Linked DNA regions of Mus musculus: regions 1 and 3 are each linked to region 2. A link is a contact called in public Hi-C and HiChIP or PLAC-seq data. All regions are on one chromosome and are shown on one strand. Each heading gives the region's core, a stretch centred on a gene start, on an enhancer-like site or on the middle of the called end of the contact. The rest is flanking DNA. Distances are from core to core; before and after follow the strand shown. Region 1 holds the start of Sec61a2 (Sec61, alpha subunit 2 (S. cerevisiae)). Region 2 holds the start of Camk1d (calcium/calmodulin-dependent protein kinase ID). Region 3 overlaps Camk1d (calcium/calmodulin-dependent protein kinase ID).

Region 1 (3,957 bases), core at 1,023-3,522, 180 kb after region 2:
TTCAGGCTTCTGAATTTCTGGTAGAACTGCACAGAAAGGTTTAATAACTTCTAAAAACTTGACTGTAAAAAAAAAATTTAGAGTTTAAAAATGTATCTCTGAATAATTCCAAAAACAATTTTTGTAACAGCAGTTTATCACATCCACCCAAATTAAACAATCATGATGTTCTCAAGTTCAAGTGAGTAGGTCTATAGAAGATCAAAGCTCCCAGATAGCTGTGGAGCACAGGGAAACAGCCCTGCACCGTGACTTCTTTGCTTCTTCAGGTTTAAACCCAACCCTTTTATATATGCACAACAGAAAATAATCAGATCATCACTGTATAAGATAAGCAGACATAGCTTATTACAGTACTTAGCTAATGTAGTAATTAACAAATGGTACAACAGCGGAGGGAACTTTCTGCAGGAATAGTATAGTAGGTTATGAGCTTAAACTGGAGTACTGACTCAAACAGCTTAAAGACTGCAACAAAAAAGCCAAAAAACAAAAAAGCTAGGATCACCTCCTACAGACAACCTTTTAACCTCCACATTCCCCGCTCCATTTCAGTTAGCTGCATTTCAAGGTTGTAATTCTCTAAGTAGCCATATCAAGGTACTTGCTTACACACAAGAATTGCTCAGAGAATGTCAACTACATTTCATTAAAAAGTACTCCTTTCCCAGGCTACTTCTGCAGTAAATGAAAGACAAACCAAGGTTTAGGGATAGACACTGCCTCCTACTCCGGCAGGACTCCAAAAAGGTAGAAGTAACTGATTTTGGTGATAATTTATAATTGTCATGTTTGTTATAGAAGTACATTTGGACTATTTAGAAAGTAAATCTAGGGCTGGTGAGATGGCTCAGCGGGTAAGAGCACCCGACTGCTCTTCCGAAGGTCAGGAGTTCAAATCCCAGCAACCACATGGTGGCTCACAACCATCCGTAACGAGATCTGACTCCCTCTTCTGGAGTGTCTGAAGACAGCTACAGTGTACTTACATATAATAAATAAATAAATCTTTAAAAAAAAAAAAAAAAAAAAAAAAGTAAATCTAAATTCTGAAAACATTTACCTGCAATTAAAAAAACAACAACTATGGGTCACAACACTGGGAAACTGTCTAGAATCGCCTCCCTTCCCCATCTCAGCCCAGGCTACTCTCCGAGATTTATTGCTAGTTTATGAATTACTGTACTGGCGTTCAGGATCAAAAAACGCTGTTGCGTGCCGCCATGTACTGCCTCTCCCCGTGTTGCACAATTCCATTTTTATTCACAATTCAAGGCCAAGGGTCTCTTATTTCCTTTCCAATTTTCCCCAAATGTCTACTGTTAGCCAATGGAGTGCATCGCAACGTTATCCCTTTATACACAAACATGTGAACTGCTAGGTAAAGTATCTGTGTGAAAATACATGAGGGTGAGTGATTGGGCAGGGCCCTGGAAGGATCTTATAATGCGAGGCCTCGTCCATACCTTGCGCACCAACTTACAGTTTTCAATGAACACTACAGAATGACTGGGAAGAATTAATCTAGGAAAATGCTGAGCTACTGATCACACGCCTTTCCTCCCCTAAAACGCATGCTACGAATCACATTTTTAAAAAAGGGAGACTTGGTGGGGGAGGTTATGGGGGACTTTTTGGGATAGCATTGGAAATGTAAATGAGGAAAATACCTAATAAAAAATATTTTTTTAAAAAAAGGGAGACTTATTCGTCGCAACACACCAAGGAAGCGTGATTCAAGAATAATAATTTAAAAATTAATGAGTTTCCTGAGATTCAGAAAAAGCCCAAGTGGTCCAAGCCGTGGAGTGTGCTAACTACCCCCCGCCCCCAGCCAATGGCCTCCCCGCGCCATCCTCGCTCCTCGCCTCCTAAGGGGAGCAAACCGGGACTTCTGAGTTCCCGTGACCCGCCGGGCAAGGCCTCGCTGACCCGAGGCGCCTTGGCGGGTCCCCAGCTCGCTCTGCCCGTGGCGACCCCAACGAGGCCTGCGCATCCCCCGCACCCAAGACCACCCCAAGGAGTAAGCGACTCCACTGCCCACAGCCCGAAAGGACCCGCGGCCTTCGAGGTTCGCGCTCCAGCCACCACACTCACTGCCCATGGCGGCGGCTCAGCACACCCGGCGGGCACCCGCGGCCTCGCAGCTGCCTCCGCTCCGTTCCTCACGACTCTGGCCTAGGCGGCGGAGGCTGGGGACACGCTCTGGCCGTCCCCGCACAAGCTCCGCCCACAGAGTCATGTGACATGCGCTCTAGGCTCCTCCCAGACCTAGCCTGGCCGTTGGCGGACGTCCACCGCGTTGCTATGGTCACCGTTGGCGCGGCGGCGGGGGCGGGACTGGATGGCAAGAGGCGGGGCGGCCTGCCGTGGTGGGCGGTTCTTAGTTGCTCTACTCCAGGACAAGGGTTTTCCTTTTCAAAGCTGTTTTCTAGATAAGGTTTCCTGGTCCAGGTACCCCAAGGCCTAGAGCTGAGCTACCTGAGCCAGACTTTTCTTTCCGCCCCATCTTAACTGTAACTTCTTAGACATTTGTGAAAACTGGTAATACACTGCAGACAATAGTACTTTCCAGTACTTCCCCATCTTCAAAATAGACATCAAGGCATCAAGAGGTATAAACTCTTTTATCTGTCTCTCTTTTTCAGAAAGAAACCTTTTTAGGCCGGGCGGTGGTGGCGCACGCCTTTAATCCCAGCACTCGGGAGGCAGAGGCAGGTGGATTTCTGAGTTCGAGGCCAGCCTGGTCTACAGAGTGAGTTCCAGGACAGCCAGGGATACACAGAGAAACCCTGTCTCGAACCCGCCCCCCCAAAAAAAACCCAGTAAAACTTCCAAGGTAATATAGGTAAATTAGAGAAGTTAATTTCAGACTATTTTTCCCAAATAGGAAATATATGGAAAACATAAGAAATTTGAGTAAAATGGTTCTTTCAAGGTGGTAATTTTTATTTTGCTAAGAATAATGTGATATATGGGGGGTGGGTATGGGGGACCTTTGGGATAGCATTGAAAATGTAAACAAGGAAAATACCTAATTAAAAAAAAAGAATAATGTGTCATTTTAAGCAAAATTCATTATTTTTAATATTTCAACTTACTAATTACATAACTGAAGCTCTAGTTCTCACTGAACATTAAACATGCATAATTATGGACAGCAGATAAGAAAAACTAACATTTTTAAGAGGAAAGAAAATACAGTAGTGTTTCATATGAAATAATTCAAATGTCCCTTTCTGCAACACAATTCAGAATGTGGCTGATATAAAGGTAGAAAGGCAGAAGACATTTTCATAGCTCTGTCAGGGAAAACTGTAACAAGAAATAATAAACTTGTGAGAGGCAGCATAGGAAGAAATTTAGAAAGAGCAAGACAAAAACATTTTTAAATATATTAAATTCCATCTTAGAGTTTTAATATCTTTTAATTTAAGAAACCAAAAGATAAGAGAATAAAGGTACATTATGGTTTTTTTAAACTTAAATATACACTATTATTCTTATTAAACTTGCCTTTGAAACTTTACAGATTTATATAAGTAGTAATGAAGTGACAAGATTCATAAGGCTCGGCAAAAGAAAGAAGGACTGAAGGATGCAGAAAGGAAAGGGAGGGAAAGGGTTAAAGAGATGGCACAATGATGGAGCCAGTAAGTACAAAGTACTGCAACTAATACCCAGCTGCAGACAGGAGGGGACATGTCGTAGAAAGAAAGAGGGCAAATACTAGAAAGATGCTAAATAACTGCAGCATTATTCTAAAATGCAAATAATAGTCTGGCATGGTGGTACACACCTTAAATCCCAGCACTCAGAAGGCAGAGACAGAGAGACCTCTGAGTTCAAGACCAGCCTGCTCTACACAGAGAGTTCTAGGCCAGCCAGAACTATCTCAAAAATCAAAATAAAAAAAGAAGTACATTATGAATCTATTACTATAGCCAGGACTGCCTA
Region 2 (4,068 bases), core at 382-2,881:
CACAGATACACCCGGGAATCACCACCTCCTTTTCTCCGAGTCATCAGCACCCTCCTAAACCCCAGCAAAAGGTTCATTTTACGGAGCACGTGTGAGACTGTATCTTCATGTACAGATACCGATCAAAACCAGAAACCGATCAAGTGGTGGAAGAAAATAACTTGAACTTCAGACTCTTTCCGCGGCGCTGAATTCTTTCACAGCCCCTGTACCTATCTGAGGCGCTTCAAAACAAAACAAAGCCAACTCATGCGCAGGAAGGGAACTGCAGCTGTACTGAGTGGCACATGTTCAGAGCTCTGATGACACACACTTTTGATTATTTCTGCTTTCTGGAGATGTAACCATCAAGCATGAGCCCCGGAGAGAACCGCCCCTAAAGACTCACTGATCCTCCTCCCACCCGGACATGAACCCCAGCGCCGGGCATCTGACCCTATGGTGAGATGTACACACAGATGAAGCTCTGACCACATGTCACTCTGAATACTGCGAAATTCTTCCCTCCCATCATCCTGAGGCCAGCCAAAGTCTTGTCTACACCTAGTACGTGCATATGTCAATTCCATAGGAATATATGATGTAAGGGTAGGACCAAAAGCTGAATTTCCTCGTGACCACTTTCGTCGGCCCAGTGCGCCCATACACACGATGAGTAAGTGCACACAGCCAGCGATCAGCGAGATCCACCATGCTCAGCCCACAGTCACGCGTGGGGAGAAAATCAGTGGAGGGCGGTGGTGGCAAGGGAAAAGGAAAGTCGCCCGCCCGCGTGGGCTGTTCTCTGCGCGCCCTGCGCTCCCCTCCCCCGCCCAGGAGAGGTGTCAACCGTGGGCGCAGACCCACGCGGTGGACTCGCGGAGGGTCTCCATAAGAGCGGACTATGGGACAATGAGGACGCATCGACCAGCCAGTTTCTGCCGCGGTGGCGGTGGCGACGGTAGCAGCAGGAGCAGCCGACGCTGCTGCCGCCACCGATGCTACTTCCACCCGCTGGTCCCCAGCACCCACTTACGTTCCGAGGGTCTCCTTGAACTCGAAGATCTTCTTAATGTCTTCTGCTTGCTTTTTCCAGGAGGAGCTGCTCTCGCCGTTCTCCCGGGCCATGGCAGACTAATGCTGTAGGGCGGCCGAGGGTTGCGCTGGGGAAGGGGCGCCGGAGGCGCGGCGCGGGCTCCGGGGGATGCCCGGCGCCGGGATGCGGAGCGGGAGGATGCGGAGCGCAGGGAGGCTCGGGCTGCCGCAGAGCTTCCTCTTCGGCAGTTTCCTCTTTCGCCTTGGCTGCTGCCGCCGCGGTCCCTCCCTGGCTCTAATTTCTACTGCTCTCCGGCAAAGACTTCCTGCCTCTGCCGCCGCCTGCCAGCCTCACTTTCTGCTACTTTCTTGCCTGGCTCCTGCTCCCTCCCCGCCGCCCGCCCCACTCCCCCAGCCCGCCTCCTCCCGCGGGCTCCCCGCCCTCCCAGTGCACCCGGCAGCCTCCCCGCCTCCCGCGAGGCGGCCTTCGGGGATGTCCCGCTCCCCCTCCCCTCCCCAGGAGCTCCGTGCTTGGGCGCCGGGATGCAGCACTTGACCACGGAGCCACGCACGCTCCCAGGCCGTCCGCGCACCCTGGGTCCCCGGGCGAGGGCGGGTGGGAGAACCCAGCAGGTGCAGGGCGCCGGAACGCGCGGGGGAGCCCTAGCCTTTAGGGAGCTTTATTATGAAGTCAATGCTGGGGGCGCCCGGGCTTTCCCTCTTCGAGCAGGAGGGGGCGCCTCTGCTTGGCGCTCGGAAGCTCTCGGCAAGGTGGGGTTGCGCGGCTCACGGTTGCGGGGCGCCCAGGGCGGGGCGCCTTCGCATACCCAAGAGCCGGTGACCCAAGCCTGCTGTGCAGGAGGGCGGGTGGGGGCTTGTTGTCAAGGCAATGGGCGGCGGCCTGGATGGAGCCATCGGCAGGCGGGCGTTGACTCCTGGCCGCAGCTTTGCCCCAGCAGGCGCTCCCGGAGCTCGGCAGTCACCTCCGGACTCCGCTGCTGGAGCTAATTCGCATTGCACCAAAATCTGCTTCACGTCAGTTTTGGAGCAGCTAAAGGAAACCTCGGGATGTATCGGACAGGCACGCCCAAGACGAGCCAATCACCGCCTGGTGGTCCCTTCCGGAGTAAAACTCCAGGGGTTATTTGGCGGCCAAGTGATGGGTGGATGCGGGACATGGTGGCTGGCCTGGCCCAGAACTGGAGTGACTGGACTGACTAGTGTTTGAACCCTTCTGATTTCCTCTTTCTCACTTTACTCCTGATGCTCTGAGGCCGTGGCCAAATTACACCGATTCAATGGAAAGACGCCTCTCTCTAGCGCCTTCCCCCATCAGCATACCCCGCAAGTGGCTTACTTAGAAGGTTAAGGTAGAAGCAGAGATACATTTTCCTCAGGCCTCTGGTCTCCAGAGTGAACTTTGACCTGCCCACTCTCACCTGGTATTCACCTGTTAGAGGACAGTAGGCAGCGTTTCCAGTTGGTCCTTTGGTTCAACTGGCAGGGACTACTACCTCATGATAGGAAATGTTAAGTTTTCTTTGTAGCAAGACTTCCTCTCCCTTAGAGCTGTTCGGCTGAATTGAGTAAACAGCCCTGTCTCTTAACTGGGGACACCTGTCCCATTTTCCCAGGACTGTTCCAATTTGAGAGGGGGGAGGAGGAGGAGGTGTGAATCTGCTTTCAGAAAAAGAAATCCCCCCCCCCCAACACCTCCCCATTGGTTCAGACTGGCCAGAGGCTCTGCCTTGGAGCCCTTTGTGGACTCCCAAGGAGGTTAGAAGAAAAATCTACCTATCCCTAGATTCTCAGTGCTGTTTTCCACGTTTCTTTGGCCCTTAGTCCTAAGCTCTTGAAGCTGAGAACAGCAGAGAAGAGGGTTATAACCATTGGTTGTTTAGGAGTGTGACAACCGAGTCATATGATCATCATGTTAAGTGTATTTACACAGACCTGGATGCTGCACACACCCAGCCTGTGGGATACACACGCTCACGGGCTTGGAGGTTGGGGAGAAACAGCCTATTGCTCCTAGAGCCATAATGAACAAAACATGAAATTAAATCAAGCACAAGACAAAATGATGCAATCGAGAGGCACGGTAAATACAAGATACAAGAGGGTACTGCCGGCATAATATAGCAAACTGACTTACAGTCAAGTTTTCTTTCACAAGCAGAAGAAACATAATCTAAAAAAAAAAAAAAAAGTCCAACCCACTAAATAGATAATTCAGTAAGAGTCATTTACTATCAAGCATTGTCTACCTAAGGAATGATATCTACAGTATTTCTAGGCAAAGCACACCATCGTAGGTCTGTTTACATCACCAATACCACAGACCCATGAGTAATGGGTCACACTGATGTTATGACTGGCTAAGAGGTCACTGGGCCATAGGAATTTTGCAGCTCCATTATAATCTTATGGGATTAACGTCAGAATGTCATTATGCCCACATGACTGTGCTTGCTTTTACAAACCCAGAAGAAATCGTACAAACAATATCTGAGGGGTGGGGGTGGGGGTGGGGGAGAACTAAGGAACCTCTCTCCAAGATGGAGACATGCCCAAAGTCCAAAGCATACAGCACCCCTCCAGTAAGAGCTGTATACACTGTATCTTATTGCATAAAGCATGGGTCAACAGAACCCAGCGACACTGTCCTGTGCCCCTTCTGTATCGTTTCCTTTCTCCTTCTCCATCTCCCTCTCTTTCCGTTTGATCAAAGACAGGCAATTCCAATCTCATAAGAAAAGCAGAGATAAGGACCTGGGAGATGGTTCAGTAGGTAAAGTGCTTGTCTTGCACATGTGAGGACCTAAGTTTGATCCCCCCGAATCCAGGTGGTTTGGAGTATATTTTTTGTTTCTGTTTTTAGCAATAATAATAATAAGATAATAATAATAAACCAGCTGCGGTGACAAACACTTGTAATCCCAAGGCTAGGAAGGTGGAGATGAGAGAATTCTGGAACACAGTGCCCACCCAAACAGCCAGCCTAGCCTACTTGGTGAGTTCTAGGCCAGTAAGAGATCATTAAAAATACTACTA
Region 3 (4,134 bases), core at 962-3,461, 140 kb before region 2:
ATTTTTTTTTCCAGTTCCTTGGCTGTGGGGGTTATAAGCCCTCAGAAAGAATGTAGGCACAAACATGTTCTTGACTTCACCTCCAAGTCCCGAAGGGCTGGAACTAGGACCAGGCTCAGAGCATCACAGAAGCCCCAGCCCAGGCACATGCCACTCAACCTGGCCTAGGAGGGCAGAGACGGGTTCCAGCTGCAGGGTACACCACAGATCCTCCTTCGAAGCTTCTCTGACCCTTGGGGATGGGCTGCCCCGAAATTCAGGACAGACAGGTCAAAACAAGACAGTTCCCAGAGCAAAGATTGCACAGGCCGAGTGACTTGAGGGCCTCCGAAGCACTTGGCTGTCTAAAGGTCTCTTCCCAAATTGGCCCATGATTAAAGCGCTTGAGATTCCATCAGCAAGCCACTTCCCGTTAAGAGACACAACTATTGACATCCCCACAGAAATCAGAGCATGCTTCCTGGGAACAGGCCAATGTGCCACACAAAGACATTAGCAGGACACAGCAGGAAGTCCTTAATGAAACTGGAAACTGGCCATGGTTTAAACATGAGTTAGCCCTATGAAGAGCAGCTGCTCTTTCAAGGAAATGAGAATAACAAGCTGCCACAGATCACATAAGACAAGGTGTTTTGAACTGTCCCTCAAGGTACGGAGGGACCACTCTCTGAGGCAAAGAACCTCAGACACAGTGGGCAGGTCACTGCAGAGGTGGGGGGGGGGGCATTCAGGCCATTTAGTCACTGAACACACACTGAACAAAAGTATATGGAGAGAGATGAAGGGCGTGCTCTGGTCCTGGAGACTCCCGTGCCAGGCGGAGGGAGACAGAGGAAACAAGTTCCTGTGTAGCTGGTAGGTTGGATCAGTGGGTAAAGCACTTACCAGGCAAGCATAGCACCATAAGTAAAGCCTCCAGAAGCCATATAAAAATTGCTAGGTATGGTGACATACACTTGAAATCCCAGCTCTGAGAAGGTGGAGGTAGGAAGCTAGGTGGGTGGGGGCCAGCCAACCTAGCCTAAGCAGTGAGCTCCAGACCAGTGAGCGACTGCCCCCAAACAAGGGACATGGCACCCGAGTAACGACAGGTAAGACTGTATTCTGGCCTCCACACATATGTATGCACAGGCACATGAAACACACATACAAACATGTGCAATCACATACACGTAAAAGCACATTTCATATATACATGGATACATAAAGACTCAAACACACGGGCAGTTTGCAAGGATGAATGCATGGACAGAGCAAACCGCTGCTGACGATTGCATGGAGCAGGGGGAGAGGCACGAGCCTATGCAGGAGAGCTTTCCAGAGAAGAGACCCACAAACCTGAGGCTCGGGCTTATCGGCATCCCTCCTTATCCCAGACACTCTGTCCTATCTTTCTGCGTCTACTGAGCCTACCTGCTTATCGACCAGATACTTCCCCTGCCTCATGCTGGGTGCTCCATGGTGGCTTGAACCCCTCCTCTCTACCCCACTACAAAAGAGGACTACTGAACAATCCCATGAAATCATTCCATTATCATGCTTCCACAGATGCTCTGGGATAACTTTTCTTTCACCATTGCAAAAATTAGAATTTATTGGCATTCATGTTCTCCTCTGAACTATGAAAAGCCCACCATTCTTGCTGGAATTCGTTCATGAATCTACCTGGACTTGTCTTTTTTTTCCTACTTGAAAGACAAATATGTTGTTCTACCACAGCCACCTTCAGCTGATAGCTTTAAAGGAGAACTCCATGCTTGCCCTCAGACTTGAACACCCCACGCCATGTCTAGTAACTGGCCTACACCTCCCCTGCTCTCCCTAGGACTGGCACATCCCCCCTCACAATGGCAAATGCTATTCCAGGTACCAAAGAAGGTTCTAGAAGTGTACCTGAAGCACACAGACACAAACAGACTGTTACTATGACTCAATGGTTTTTTCCTTTGCCTCCTTCTTCAGCGCTTCAGAAAATTACATTTAGAATACAAACTGGCCACACTACTTGTCTTTATCTATACATCAGATATACTTCAGAAGTGGCAGGGAAACACAGAAATGAATCACTATGCCTCAGCACTCCAGAACTCTAGGACAGAGGATCTGAAGGAACTGCCTGAACTCTCTAAGATGCACAACCCTAGCATCTCTCCCAAGGGAAAGTCTCGGCAGTGATGAGAATGACCTCATTTCCTGACTTGATTTTTGAAACAAAAATGCCAATCCTGTGTAGCCAGCTTCCCCCTTCCCATGTGTGCAGCCACTGGCAGGCACTGACTTCCTCTCCACAAACTTCATGGTGTTGATCAAAGATCAGACTGTCGGATTGAAAGGGGAGACAATGAGAACATATGTTGCCTGTTCGGTACAGCGTCAGCTGTCATATCCAGGTGAGTGGTATTTAGGAAATGACTGTAGATGTCTTGTTGGCTATGATTATGAAGAAAATCTACCTTTTACAAGAGCTCATGTTAATAACATTTCTAAATTTAAAAATCACAGTGAAGTGTCAGAGACATTTAAGGGGGAAGAATGAAAATATACACATGCAAACCTCACAATCAGAGAGAGAGAGAGCACATTCAAGTCCCACAAATAAAATCTTAAAATATTAACATTCACACTATACCAAAGGCCTTCCCCAGGGAGCTACCTGCACAACTCCAGTATTCCCACTCACAGAAACCCATGTTGGGGAGAAGCCACCTCCCTCCCGGTCAAATACATGGGGATAAGACACAGACACACAGCCCACAGAACAACCAGCTGACACTTTAACCAACCCTTGAGACTCACTAGAAATCAACCCAATACAGGACTAGAAACAGAGCTCTGGTTAAGAGCATTTGCAGCTCTTACAGAGGGCCCAGACACAGTTCCTAGAACCCACATTATGCAGCTCACAACTGCCTGTAACTCTAGCTCCAAGGGGACCAATGCTCTCTTCTGACTTACAATAGCACTAAGCATGTGCATAACATACAGACAGACAGACACCATACAGATATCATATATACATACATCATACATACATCATATATACATCATACATACATGCATCATACATACATCATTCATAAATACATACATCATACATACATACATACATACACACAGGAAAAACACCCATACACATAAAATAAATTTTTAAAAAAATAATCAGAATGTTAAATAAGCCCTAAACAAGACAGTTTTATTCAGGTTTGGAAAGGACAGACTCACATGGGAAAGCTGTTGAGTATAGATTACACCAATACTTTTGCAAACTATTCTGGCAATGCTTGTTAAATTACAATTAAAGAACTCACTCCTAAATAAAGCAGTACACAGTTGTGATGGCTATTCCTGGTTGTCAGCTTGACTACATCGGGAATGAACTACAACCCAGAAATGGAGGGCACACCTGTGATCCAGATCTTGAAGCTGGAAGACACAGGCTTCTGACCCCAATCTTGACTTGGGATGACACAGGCTTTTGATCCAGATCTTGAGGCACAGTGGCCATGAAGAGCTTAGGCCCAGGCTTTTAATCCCAGGAGGCTGAGACAAGCAGATCTCCGTGTTCAGCCTGGGACAGAGCACATTCCAAATCCAGGCGTAGTAGTTCACACCTTTAATCTGGGCCACAGCTTCTGCTGGAGGCCTACATAAGGTCAGTGGAAGAAGGAAGGCTCACTCTCCTTCACCTGCTTGCACTTGCCAGCACATCTGTTGGAACTTATTTTCTTCAAGATTATACAGGGCTACAGAAGACCAGCTGAAACAACACACTGCATGGGACTAAGCGACTATGAGATCCTTGGACTCGTTGGGTTGGTTGGACAACAGGCTGTAAGTCATCACAATAAATTCTCTTAATATGGAGAGGCATTCCATACGTTCTGTGACTCTGGAGAACAGTGATCAATACAGAATCTCTGTGTGTGTGTGTGTGTGTGTGTGTGTGTGTGTGTGTGTGTACATACACATACATATATATGATTATTGAAGTACTACAGGTAATGAAAAGTCATTTTTAAAAACTTGCTTTAGCTGGCCATACGGCACACACTTGTGATCCGAGGACAAAGGCATAAGTGTAGTGGCTGGGTTAAGTTCTGACTGAATGGGTGTCGACCTGGCCATGCCAAGGAT

The links. A called contact is a pair of places that touch in the nucleus more often than the background predicts. HiChIP or PLAC-seq counts read pairs in DNA pulled down with a chosen protein or histone mark.
Region 1: a Hi-C map of CD8 T cells shows a contact between it and region 2, with 2.3 times the contacts expected there. The contact joins the promoter of Sec61a2 here to the promoter of Camk1d in region 2. A contact is called at or near these places in 10 of 484 Hi-C or Micro-C datasets (CD4 T cells, CD8 T cells, the G1E-ER4 cell line and 3 more), 3 of 115 datasets of contacts at active chromatin or transcription factors (effector CD8 T cells, embryonic stem cells and memory CD8 T cells) and 1 of 9 other capture datasets (adipose tissue).
Region 3: a contact with region 2 is called in an H3K4me3 HiChIP or PLAC-seq map of bone marrow-derived macrophages, with 2.8 times the contacts expected there. The contact joins the enhancer-like site here to the promoter of Camk1d in region 2. A contact is called at or near these places in 11 of 39 promoter capture datasets (the 3T3-L1 cell line, 3T3-L1-derived adipocytes, the HPC-7 cell line and 7 more), 5 of 484 Hi-C or Micro-C datasets (the AtT-20 cell line, the N1E-115 cell line, bone marrow-derived macrophages and 2 more) and 9 of 115 datasets of contacts at active chromatin or transcription factors (CD8 T cells, bone marrow-derived macrophages, embryonic forebrain and 4 more).

The regions. Positions count from the first base shown.
Region 1 is chr2:5,893,160-5,897,116 of GRCm38.p6, forward strand. It overlaps Sec61a2 (Sec61, alpha subunit 2 (S. cerevisiae)), which reads right to left and starts at 2,273. Exons shown (of 12, transcript NM_021305.4): 1 at 2,098-2,273; 2 at 1-62. The coding sequence starts at 2,104. It overlaps Gm13267 (predicted gene 13267), which reads left to right and starts at 2,305. Exons shown (of 3, transcript NR_166420.1): 1 at 2,305-2,615. It also overlaps a transcript of Dhtkd1 not described here.
Region 2 is chr2:5,713,131-5,717,198 of GRCm38.p6, forward strand. It overlaps Camk1d (calcium/calmodulin-dependent protein kinase ID), which reads right to left and starts at 1,632. Exons shown (of 11, transcript NM_177343.4): 1 at 1,016-1,632. The coding sequence starts at 1,107.
Region 3 is chr2:5,577,415-5,581,548 of GRCm38.p6, forward strand. All of the region lies in intron 1 of Camk1d (calcium/calmodulin-dependent protein kinase ID), which reads right to left. Among named protein-coding and RNA genes, the nearest start is that of Gm36853, 97 kb to the left of the region's middle. Within about 2 kb of position 2,212, at least 16 of the 459 cell types and tissues checked have an H3K27ac peak or open chromatin away from gene starts, as enhancers often do. A contact at or near this core is called in the N1E-115 cell line, bone marrow-derived macrophages and heart atrium, where this site is marked.